Regions from separate parts of the Sus scrofa genome. Here region 1 is linked to region 2. Evidence: chromatin contacts called from public HiChIP or PLAC-seq data. All regions are on one chromosome and are shown on one strand. Each heading gives the region's core, a stretch centred on a gene start, on an enhancer-like site or on the middle of the called end of the contact. The rest is flanking DNA. Distances are from core to core; before and after follow the strand shown.

Region 1 (5,894 bases), core at 1,175-3,674, 98 kb before region 2:
TCCACTTGAGGGGCTTCAGCAGGAAGACTCCAACCCCCCAGGAGATCCAGCTGCTATCTACGCTGGCCATGAAGTCTGACTCCCGCTGCAGCTCCCCTCGACTGCAGGTGAAAAAAGAAAAGGGCATTAGTAGGTTTCACGCAAGGTCCCACTTCCCTCTTAACCCACAAAGAGGCATTTAATTATCATCATCATAAACGCCTTTTACCAGGCACCTACTCCGTGCCAGCTACTATGAGCAGCACTGTTTATGCTCCAGCTCTAAGCCGCGTAACAATTTTCTACAAGAGAAAATTGAGGGATTGAGAAGATGACAGAGGTCAAAACTAAACTATAATTTGGCTCCAATATGCAAGCTTTCCGCTAAAACTACAAAGGCACAGGAGGTCATGGGGCCTGTGTTGAGACTTCCCTTTACAAATGGAGTTCCAAATGATAAAATGAAAACAGCAACAATGGATTAGTGTCAAGGACAAGACATAAGGAAGAATACAAAGATGTTCAGAGAAAGAGTTCTCTGCTATTCCTAAGCCAGGGTGGAGATAAGACATAAGCATTTCATGGTACTAGTAATACGTTGCTAAATGTACTGAATGCTCCCATGGGCTGGTTATTATGCTAAGGGCCACAGAAAGAGTATCTCTTCAAATATAATAAATTCAGAGATCCTGCTGTGGCTCAGCAGAAACGAATCTGACTAGTAACCATCATGAGGATGCAGGTTCGATCCCTGGCCTTGCTCAGTGGGTTAAGGATCTGGCATTGCTGTGAGCGGTGGTGTAGGTTGCAGACACAGCTCGGATCCCGTGCTGCTGTGGCTCTGGTGTAGGGAACCCCTAGCCTGGGAACCTCCATATGCCGCGAGAGCGGCCCAAGAAATGGCAAAAAGACCAAAAAAAAAAAAAAAAAAAAAAAGCAGCCCAGACTGTTCTTGCTCCTCACCGACTTCTTCAGCTACTGTCTCTCCTGCGCCCCATCTCGGGCCTGGACTGAAACTTTGATGTCAGCCGAGGCAAGAGAGCTGGGGAAAAGGAGGAGAGACCTCTTGATCAGAAAGAGCAGCAAGCTAAAAGCAATGTATCAAAGTTGACTTTTGTCTTCAGCCAGGCTGCTCTGGGTATGACATATACAACGTGTGCATATGCTTTAGAATAGAAGACCCCGGGGTCCAGTTCCCCCATTCTTCTAACTAGCTATGCAACCCCAGGTAAGTCGCTTATCTCCTTAGGTTCAGTTTCCTCTTCTGTCTGCTGAGGACACCTGCCCACAGGACTGCAGAGGGGGTCAGATGAAATGGTGTGTGCAAAGTACCTGCACACTGTGAAGTGTTGTATGTGTATAAGATGTCCACGTTACCACCTGAGGTAGCTCCAAAACCCTGCACCTGTTGCACAGGTAGCACCTAAAGGGCACCAAGATACTCAGTAAAGCCCTCAACCTCCCTCATGTCTTCTGCTCCAAACCGCTTGTGCCAAGGATAAGCCAAGACAGGCCAGACACATGACCTCTGCTGGGAGGCTGCTAGCAAGATCCCTACAGGCCTCTTCCCCACAACTGTCTTCTTAGCTCTGCCTTTCCTTAGTTCAATAAATCCTGTCTCATGGACCATTTATGTTTCGAGGTAATCTGAATTCAGAAGTCCCTACGAAATAACTACATAATGGGATTCCAGTCCAGACAAATCACTGTCACCTCCGACAGGCTGGCTTCTACTCTAAACCCTCTGCATCTCCGTAATGAGGCTACCCTGGCCTCTCAATTTCCCTCCACCCTCCTCCCTCTCTCTCCCAACACCCCCTAACCTAGCCTCCTTCTTCGCCCACAGAGCAAACAGAGACTGCCCAGGGGGCCAGCTCCTGGGCTGGGCGGCGTGCGCTCGGGAGAACTGCCCGGGTCCCTGCCCGCGGGGAGCCGCCCCGCCCCCCGGCCCGGGCCCGCCCTCACCGCAGCAGGTCCTGCAGCACGGTGGCCAGCCCCAGCGGGACGCTGCCCTTGCGCTGAAAGGCCTCCTGCAAGTCCCGCAGACGCAGGCGCACCACCCCCTGGCGGCGGCTGTGGCTCAGCACCAACGGTGCCCAGAAGCCCATCTTGCTGTCCCAGTCGGTGCTGTTCACCTCGCGACTCCTTTTGAAGGCGGAGAACAGGAAAGACATGCGCTCCTCATCTTCCTCCCACTCGGGGGGCAGTAGGCCCGCCGAGTCTCCCCCGGCCGGGGCCTCGGCCTCCCGCTCCGGGGACCACATCGGAACCCCAGCCCCGCCAAGGCTCCGAACACAACCCTGGCCCTGGTCCCCTTCCGTCCTGGTTCCCTCCCGGCTTCCGTTCCTTGGCCACCTCCTCTTCTGTCATTACGTCACCGCCCCATGAAATAAGTCCGCGTGTCCTCACGGCGCACGCGTCTCCGCCCGGCCTGCGCCCGGAAGTAGGATGATGACCCTATTTTTCGAGAAACTCAGAGCGCTTGCGCCAACCCCTCCTCCCGCAGCCTTTGTGCGGTAAGGAGGACGTCGCGTGTGCGCAGCGGGTAAGTGCGCATCGTCGCACCCCGTCTGGAATCGGGAAGTTTGGCAAAGCATCGTAGAGGCAAACGACTGTCCGCCGAACTTGTGGTGGTTTCTGATAGGACTGTAGAGTCCCGCTAAGGGGCGCCAGAGGCACGAGCGTCAGCCACGCAGATCACCTTGTAGCGGCGTTCTTCAGACATTTAAACTTCCGAGTGAGCTCCCTTTTACGATAACGTCACGGATAAACAAAACTCTCGATCACTTAAGCTCTGTGAGAGTGTATACCCGGATTTTCAAGGATATATAAGCTTTCACTCCTCACCTTCTCTATCTTGGAGTGTCCCTTTGTTACCTTCTCAGAATCAATATACCCTTAAGATCGCGCTCAGTTCTTATTTTCCTTGAAACCGTCTCCAACTGTTCTGACTCATCGTTGATCTCTTTCACGATGAAAGAGTACAGCATGGGCTGAACAATACAGCATTTACTATTCCGGGTCCTGTTCCCTCGTTCCCTGAGAGCGGTGCAATGGCTTTAATATCTGTAATGCATGGTGGTGCTGGAGAACTATTTCATAAACTGAAAAGGGCATACCTTGACCCTTGCCCTTCTAATTATCTTAGAATTGTTAGATTCTCTCACACACAGACACAAAAATCTTAACGAGTAACAGACATATTCAGTGTGTTAAGAATAAACTGGTTTTCTTTTTAATTGAACCATCTAAAAGGTGAAAAGAGTTTCTTATTTAATGGAACCAGGTAACAGTCATCAGAGTGGAACATAAATTTGGCCTCTGTCGCTCACTGGCTGTATGACCTTGGGCCTCTTGTAAAGTAATATTTCCTAATAGGGTTGTTTGAGGGAAATGTTACAATGTATGTAAAATACTTGGCAAATGATGTAGTGGGTGTTATCACTGAGTGACAGGATGTTTAGTAGTTGGGACTTAGTGTAAGGAAGAATTTTAATAAGCATTTTAAAGGAGAGGAAGTGATATGATTGGTTACGTAAATGAATGTGTTGATACTGATGACTTGTGTTATTCCTCCAAGCACTTTCACAGACAATACCTCATTTAATACTCATAGCAATTGACAAAAATTCTTGACCACACTCTAGACAGGCTCCTCTAAGTCTTCTTAACTATACCTGTCAACCTTAGTCTATAAAGATGTGAACAAAAACTAACAGTTTCTAGCAGCTGAAGGCATATTTGTAAGGTGACCCTACCCCCCCTTAAAGTGCCTGCCTAAGAAAACTCAAGGTTATCAAAAAAAATTTACTATTTGTTCCAGCCAACACCTGAAGACAGAGCCCCTGTCTCCTAGCCTCTGTGAGAGGGGAGGAGTCTTACTTTGATAAGCCCTAGTTAGCAAACCCAAATGAGTTTTACAGGGATCAACCCTCCCTTCCTGCATTGTGTAATTTTTCACTGACTCTACTGAGACAGGCTTACCCTCTTCCCTATCCCCTTGTTCTCCCTTTAAAGAGCCCAGTCACCTCTGTACAAATAGAAGCTGAGTTCAGTTCACCCTGGACTCTTTTCCTTATTGCAGTAATATACTACTGATTAAAATCTGTTTGACGACTTTAGCCTCCGGCTTTGTAAACAAAAGACCAAATTTTGACACTTTCCTGTGCGATGAGTTTGGGTACTTCTTCCATTTTATAGATGAGAATGTTGAACCACAACTACGTTAAGTCTGGTGGAGAACATTCCAGAAAAGAAGAATAGTATGTAACTTGAGCAAATAAGCTGTACCCTGAGAAACACATTTCTTCATGCTGTCATGCCAATAAAATGGCTGGTTGATCTGTGTCATGAGAGAGACCAGGCTGTTTTCTGCCAGAGATCTCTGAGTCTGAGTCAGAATAGTCCAGATCCTAAGCATCTAAAGGAAAGCAAAGTTGGGCACTGGTGTCCACCTGCACCTGAAAGCGCTACTGGGTTCCTGACACCTCTGGGCGCAGACTTCCCTGCCTTCACCTTTTAGAGATTAGAAGGGCTGCAGGGAGTAGTGCAGAACCGAAAGGAAGCTCTGCTGATCCTGAGAGGGGCAGGTGGGTATGTGGCAAAGCTTTCACGCTCCAGGCTTCCAACCACTACTCTCTTCCTCTGCTCTGTGGGACTAGCTCATTTTCTTCCTTAGGTCACAGCTTACAGGTCACTGAAAGATCTTGTCTGAACACCCCACCTCACATAGCACCCTTGGCATTTTAGAATGGATGGGTCAGTTTGACAACACCTGCTGATTAATCTTAACATCACAGAAAGAAAGACAACCAGATACGACATACCTCCTGAAGTAATGTGATGGGAAGTACACAGAACCACCTATGAAGCATTTTTGTCCAAAAACTGAATCTGAATCTGATCAAGCCATTAGATCTAAGTATACTGGTTAATGGAAGTTAAAAAAAAAATCAGAAAGTAGAGGAATATGCTAAGCAAAACTGAGTTGCAATCAGCAAAATCCAGGTTGAAGAATTCTGCTAGATAATGACCTTGTTTCCTCAAAAAGATAATGGCAACAGGAGTTCCCATCTCGTGGCTCAGTGGTTAACGAATCTGACTTGGAACCATAAGGTTGCGGGTTTGATCCCTGGCCTTGCTCAGTGGGTTAAGGATCCAGTGTTGCCATGAGCTGTGGTGTAGGTTGCAGACGCGGCTTGGATCCCGAATTGCTATGGCTCTGGCATAGGCCTGCGGCTACAGCTCCGATTTGACCCCCTAGCCTGGGAACCTCCATATGCCGGAGAGCGGCCCAAGAAATGGCAAAAAGACCAAAAAAAAAAAAAAAAAAAAAAAAAACTTAAAGATAATGGCAACAAAGAGACTTTTAATGTGCATTGTTATTGGGTCTGATTTGGGTCCAACTTACATAAAGATAAACACTCATCTATGATAGTACTTTCAATATTAACTGGATATTTGGTGATATTAGCAAATTGAGTGCAATGATATGGTGCTTATGTTTTACTGAAAGTATTTATATCTTGAAGATACCCCTAAAGTATTTATGAATGAGACTGTAGCATATTTGTGGCAGGAGATTGGGTGGGGAATAGTAGAGAAGTATCGGTGAGTGTGAATTTCATATTCAGTACCTGGAACATAGTTAGTGCTTAAATATTATTCAATTTTTAATGAATAACGCAATCACTTAGATCTGAATTCTGGTTTCATCTTTATTAGTAAAGAGCTGCAAGACCTCAGACAAGCCGGGTTCCTCTCTGATTCCTTCTCTGTGAACTAAAGGTATCTATGCTATGATCTTGAGGTTCTTTTCCTAGTGCCCATTTTCCCCTTCTAAATGTATTATCTACTGTAGATGTGTGACTGCAGAAGTTCTTTAGCTCTGGGGAGTCTGAAGAATAAAATGTCAC
Region 2 (6,194 bases), core at 1,538-4,037:
CTTCCCTTTGGTGGGACCTAGGAGTCAGGGTCAAGTACCACCTACATGCTGATGTCCCCAGATACATATGGCTAATCCAGCTCACACACCATGTCCTCAGAGACTCAATTCTCACTAAGCAGTTCAGTCTGGTACCACGCTCATCTTCACTCCCCACATACAACCCTTCAAAAACTGCTAACCACTCACCCCAACAGTGTCCTGAATCTTTCTGATTTTGCGTACAGGTCTGCTCACCATTCTGTTCAAGCCCACCCATTTTGTCCCTGGATCACAGCAACACATACCTGAACCTCTCCTGCGTTTACAGTTTCATTATGTGTTTCTTTGAGGCTGGGCTCTTTCCTCTCCTTGTCCTGACACCTTGATGTACCCGTGTACTACCTGGGCTTGCCTTAATAGAAGGGCACAGGAAGTTTTCCTGTGATGCTCACGGTAGAAAGAAGAAACGCAGGAATTCCTGCTGTGGCTCAGAGGTAAGGAATCTGACTAGTATCCATGAAGACGCTGGTTCAATCCCTGACCTTGCGCAGTGGGTTAGAGATCCATTGTTGCTGTGAGCTGTGGTGTAGGTCGAAGATGCGGCTTAGATCCTCTGTTGCTGTGGCTGTGGTGGAGGCTGGCAGCTACAGCTCTGATTCACCCCTAGCCTGGGAACTTTCATATGCCACGTGTGTGGCCCTAAAAAAAAAAAAAAAAAAAAAAAAAAAAAAAAAGAAGGGGAAGGAGAAGTGGGGAGGGGAAGGGGAGGGAAAGGGGGGAGGGGGAAGGGGAAATGTAAAAGTCTTAAAGGGATTTTAAGCCCAGTGCTACTCTTGCCAGCTCTGGATGCCCTTGTGCAGAAGATCAATTCCTAACTCACCCAAGTCAGGGAGAAGAAACACATGCAAACCAAAAACCCCAGTCAACCACCCTGCTAGGCATGGTTCCTGCTGCTTTTCCTGGGGTTCACAGAACCACAGGAATGCAGACACTAAACCAGGTAGAACAACCAACAGTACACTTCACAGACATGCCCTGGAAGGCCCTCTATCTGCTTGTAGTCTTGCTCACTTTCAATCCAAGAGCGTGCCCTTATCCCACTGGTTCTCTGCCTAAAACAAACTAGTCCCTTTAGTTCTGCCTGAAACTTTTTGGAGATGTCCCTCACTCACAAAATAAAACCCATGCTCCTGCCAGGGCCCTGTGTGTTCTGCTCCCTCCCCTGGTGACTCTTCAGCATGTTGAAGTAAACATATGTTAAGACACAATGTAGAAAAGAAAGACTTACAAAGTAAAAAACAGGGAGGGGGAATAAGAAAGTAATTATACTAATAGAATTGTTTGGTCAGAAGATATGCAGTTTGCAAAAGGAAAATAAAACAGAAGGTAACATATGTTTGTGTCAAGTAAGTAGGAGAGATAATAGCTACTATATTTCCAAGAAAGAAGAAATCTTTTGAATGAGATGGAGTAAAGAATAAACCTTAAGGTAATTGCCATCAGGATGGTAGAGAAGATAAAAAAACTCCCTTTATGAGGTATGAAGTTCCAGTTGTAAAGTAAGTCAGTCCTGGAGATGTCATGTACAGTATGGTGACTATGATTAATAATACTGTATTGTGTATTTTGAAAGTTGCTAAGAGAATATGCTATGGAATGGCCGTCGAGACTCTCTATGGAAACGTGGGCATTGTAGAAAAGTCTAGCAGAAAAGTCTGCTAGAACTCTCAGCAGTCCTGTGTTGCATCATGCCAGGAGCTACTCCTCCTCTAACTCTAAAACAGGAAGCAAGTGTGAAAGATACAACTATGTCCATTTAAACAGGAAAACGGAGGATCAAAGAGGCCAAAAATTAGTCTTAGGGAGTAAAGAAGACAGGATGGATGAACACCACTTCACTTCCTGGATGCAACATGCTCACTACATGAAATTTCATTGAAAGGTTTATACTGGGTTTTTTTTAGTTTTATTGAAAACCCAAAGTATCTTGAGATCGGAGAAATAATGGTATTTCTAACATGTTTTCTGAATCCATTACTACAAAAGCGTATTTTCACCCATGCCATTCCTGAATCCTGAGTCACCTTTGCCGTTTTCCTTGACTGTATATGTTCAAGTTTTATTGTCTCCCATCACTTGTCTGTGGTTTCTCGAGTTTCCTCTTCTCTACTCCTGTGGGTGCACTTTGTCCTTTCCCTGCTGAATCATTTGTCAAGGGTCTGCCATTGGACAGTCATCCCTCTCCTCTACACGGTGAACCCAGGACACAAGACCCACTCATTTAGTGTTTTGGCGCCACCAGCTGGGGACCACAGCTGGACAACTACTGACCCTGCTCTGAACTAGGCACCTTCTTATAGATTCTTCCTTTCAATGGAGAAGGGCTTGGCAATAAGAGTTCTTTTATCTTTCTTTTTGTTTTGTATCAAATTTGAAATGTGCTGTAACAGACTTTCAATAGAGCTTCTTAACAAAATATTTGTACCTGTGCTGGGTTATCAAATGCTCACACCCCCCTGTAAAATAGAGTCTAGCACCAGCAAATCACAATGTGAAAGCTTGTTTTTCCTCCCACTGCCAATTGACAAATCCCTTTCACTGAAGCCACCTGTATCCCACTTCCTCCTTGGCTTGGGGAGGAAGGGAGGGAGGACATAGGCTTGGGAACAGCACATGGAGTTCTTGGCAACAGCCTACAGATGTCAGAAGTCAAATCCAGATGGAGAGTAGAGGAAGATGCAGGGAACTTGAGGAGTTGGGTGGAGGTTTGGTAATTACTTGGCCCTGACAAACTAGAGAAGGCAGTCCAGAGTGATCTGGACATATTTCTCTGCGCCTGGTGATCCAAAGTACAGCACTGCCCCGCCTGAGCGAGGGGGTGAGTTCTACGTCAGGCCTTTCTTCTTCTTCTTCCCCGCACCCACCCCCCCACCCCGGCGCTCGAGCAGGAGATGACTAAGTCATATGTTTCAACAAACAATGTACCTTATTTGCATGTTGGCTCCCATTCGTCGCTGCCCAACCAGGTGACTCAACGCGAGGGTACAAAAGTCAGCACCGTCTACCCACCAAAGCGTTGAGAGAACTAGCCGGAGAACTAGCCGGAGTGCGAGAGAGAAGAGACTGAGTACTGCCGTGCATTCCTCTAGTGGCAGGGGTGATCCAGCACCCAGAGAAAGACATTCCCAGAATTTCCAGAGCATTCTCGGTGGCTCTGCTGACTATCACTATGCGGTGGCCAGGACAGCGAGCACCCCTCAACCGCACTGGGCAGTGGGGACAGAGTGCACCCACCACCTCAGGTGCCCAGGCGGGGTGCGCCCCCAGCCGCCAGTCTTGGCTCCAGGACCCCCGGGCTCTCATCTTCGTCGTCTTTGGTGTCTTGTGGTTGGTGAGTCCCCATTGGGGGTCCTGGCTCGGGGAGGGGAAGGCGCGCCTGGTGGTTGGGAGGGAGTGGGAATAGGGTTAGGGACAAGGCGAGGTGCCCTCTTGGGTTGTGTTGGAGCTGGATCAGTAGCGGACAGAGTGGGGGGATGGAGCAGCATCATAGCCGGTGAGACCGACCGGGACCCAGATAGAGAAAAGCCCTCTGGCCTCGTGAGCTCTCTCAGGGGTAAATTCCAGGGATCAAGGCTGAGGTGGAAACTCCCTGGCAAGCTGCCCGGAGTGGCAGAGACTGGCTGTCTTTTCTTTCTTTACTGTTTTAACTTATGCCTAAATTCTAAAACACACTCATGGCAAATCAAAACAGCAGCCTGAGAAGAAGAATCACTCTGCTGCCTGCAACTCTTTTTGATCTAACCCCTGAGTTGGAGGCAGGTTCCCAGTTCCTTCTATTCACGTTGCCTTGCGGCTAGGAACCTTGCATCATCCAGCCTGGGAGGGGATCTGCTACTTCCTTTCCAGAAGCTGGTGAAGCAAACAGGAAAATACATGGTGATGCACATCCTGAAACCCCTCTCAATGGAAAGGCTCTGCCCCTGTACTTTCCAGGCTCCTTATATTAAAAAATAATAATAATAATAAATAAAGGTCAAATCAATATTACAGGTGTCATGAAGTTTTAAATGTTTTCATTGAACAAATTAATTCAAAATTCAGAGAATAATATTTATAATCAGAAAGGGATTACAGAATTTATTTTTTTTAATTAATCTAGGAGTTCCTTTATGGCTCAGTGGTAATGAACCCGATTAGTATCCAGGAAGATGAGTATCCAGGACTAATCTGAGCTCAGCCCTCACTCAGGTCCTTGCCCTGTGTGTGTGTGATGTGGCCCCATTTTGGTCTATGCCATCCACCCTAGGTTTTTCTCTCCTTCCAAGTGGGAACTGAGAGGTCCAGAGGTTCAGAAGCTCATTCAGGCCCTATGAGTCCTGGGACTGCAGCTGAAGAGGGCAGGCCTGCTCTGTTTCTTCCGGCTCTGGGGCCCTGAGTCCCCACTTCTTCATGTGAAATGGGAGGAAGTAAAAGTCTGCAGGGGCCTCTGTAAATGGCGCAGGGCTGTGTGAGGCTGTGTGGGAGGATGAATCACATTCTCAGGTGTCCATCACTCCGGTGCTGGGAGGGCCACAGGGTAAGTGGTCTCCTCCCCACTCCTGCAGTGGCTTCCACCAGTCTGTACTGGCTACGTGGTATCAGCTGCCTGAGGTGGACTCAGGAGCTTCTGAAGGCCAGGGTGGAAGGCTGTGCTGGAGAGGGTCATGAAGGAACACAGAAGAGCCCAAAAAGCAGGTGACAACAGTGATGGCAGTGCAGAGCCACGGGCCAGGTGTGTCCACATGCTTACAGTTGTCCCTCTGGTTAGCATCTTGCACAAGTGCAGTTTGAATAGTGAGCAGGAAAGGTTTTCATCCATGAGGCTGCCGGTGGCCAGTCTCCCCCTGGCCCCTGCTCAGAAGGCCTCGGTCCCTGTCCTTGGACCACTTTCCCTCAACCAGGGATGGAGAGAAGTGTGGCTCCACCTTCTGAGTCAGGGCTGGGGGAGTGGGGCCAGTGACATGCCTGAAGCATGTGCTCCTCGGCAGCTATGTCCTGCACTCAGCCAGGGACTGGGCATCCATTATTCACTATAATTTTCCTAACAACTTGGGAAGATGGGAATGATCTTTAAGCTGTGTGTACTGTGGAGAACATGAGTTTCAGAGGAATAAATTTCTGATATTTTTGGACTGACCCAGCAGAATCTGCACCCTACACCACAGCTCATGGTAATGCCAGATCCTTAATCCACTGAGCCAGGCCAGGGATCGAACCCACAACCTCATGGTTCCTAGTTAGATTTGTTTCCACTGCGCCATGATGGGAACTGCTTCTAATGGCAAGTGTACTTTGACCTGGGAATAGCATCTCCTGCCATTGCTCTTCAGGATGTATGAGAAGTGGGGGAAGGGAGAAGGGCTCTAACACTTCACACAACCACCTTGGACATTTAGAGGAGGTGAGATAATTACAGTTTATGGATGAGAAAATATAGCTCGGAAAGGAAAAGTGTCTAGGCTTTGACTTAACCCAAATCTATAGAAAAGAAATGAGTGGGAAAGAGAAATGACAACTTTTAAAAGATACAGGGACAAGACAATCAGCCTCAAGGTTCTTACAATGATGGGTCTCAAATGAATGGCATTCAACCAGAAGAAATTGGTAGGTTGCGAGAAGAGATAGAAGAATTAAAAAGTAATCAGGAACTTACAAAACCAGCTGGCTGAAAAGGACTCTTTGATTGAAAATTTGAAATCTTCCCAACCATCACCTGGCACAAATGAAGAGTCTTCAGCAACAGATTCAGCAAGAGATTCTGAACAAATAGCAGACTTGAAACAGGAACTGGCAACATTAAAGTCTCAGTTAAATTCACAGTCTATAGAAATCACTAAACTACAGACAGAAAAGCAGGAGCTGTTACAGGAAACAGAAGCATTTGCAAAATCACTTCCTGAACCAGAACGGAGTGAAACTGTTAACAGCTGCAAAAACTACTGATGTAGAAGGAAGACTGTCAGCATTATTGCAAGAGACTAAAGAATTAAAGAATGAAATTAAAGCTCTGTCTAAAGAAAGAACTGCTATTAAAGAGCAGCTGGATGAATCTAACAGCACCATTGCCATTTTACAAAATGAGAAAAACAAGCTCAGAGGTGGACATTACAGATTCTAAAAAAAGAACAAGATGATCTTTTGGTGCTGTTGGCTGATCAGGATCAGAAAATATT

The links. HiChIP or PLAC-seq counts read pairs in DNA pulled down with a chosen protein or histone mark.
Region 1: a contact with region 2 is called in an H3K27ac HiChIP or PLAC-seq map of alveolar macrophages. The contact joins the promoter of CHMP7 here to the promoter of LOC100624226 in region 2. A contact is called at or near these places in 1 of 5 promoter capture datasets (liver), 19 of 47 Hi-C or Micro-C datasets (alveolar macrophages, blood, brain and 8 more) and 1 of 2 datasets of contacts at active chromatin or transcription factors (alveolar macrophages).

The regions. Positions count from the first base shown.
Region 1 is chr14:7,386,596-7,392,489 of Sscrofa11.1, reverse strand. CHMP7 (charged multivesicular body protein 7) reads right to left here and starts at 2,424. Exons shown (of 10, transcript XM_021074113.1): 1 at 1,945-2,424; 2 at 1-101. The coding sequence starts at 2,243.
Region 2 is chr14:7,288,591-7,294,784 of Sscrofa11.1, reverse strand. It overlaps LOC100624226 (tumor necrosis factor receptor superfamily member 10B-like), which reads left to right and starts at 2,787. Exons shown (of 9, transcript XM_005670430.3): 1 at 2,787-3,373. The coding sequence starts at 3,212. LOC106505885 (a long non-coding RNA gene) reads right to left here and starts at 560. Exons shown (of 2, transcript XR_001300721.2): 1 at 288-560.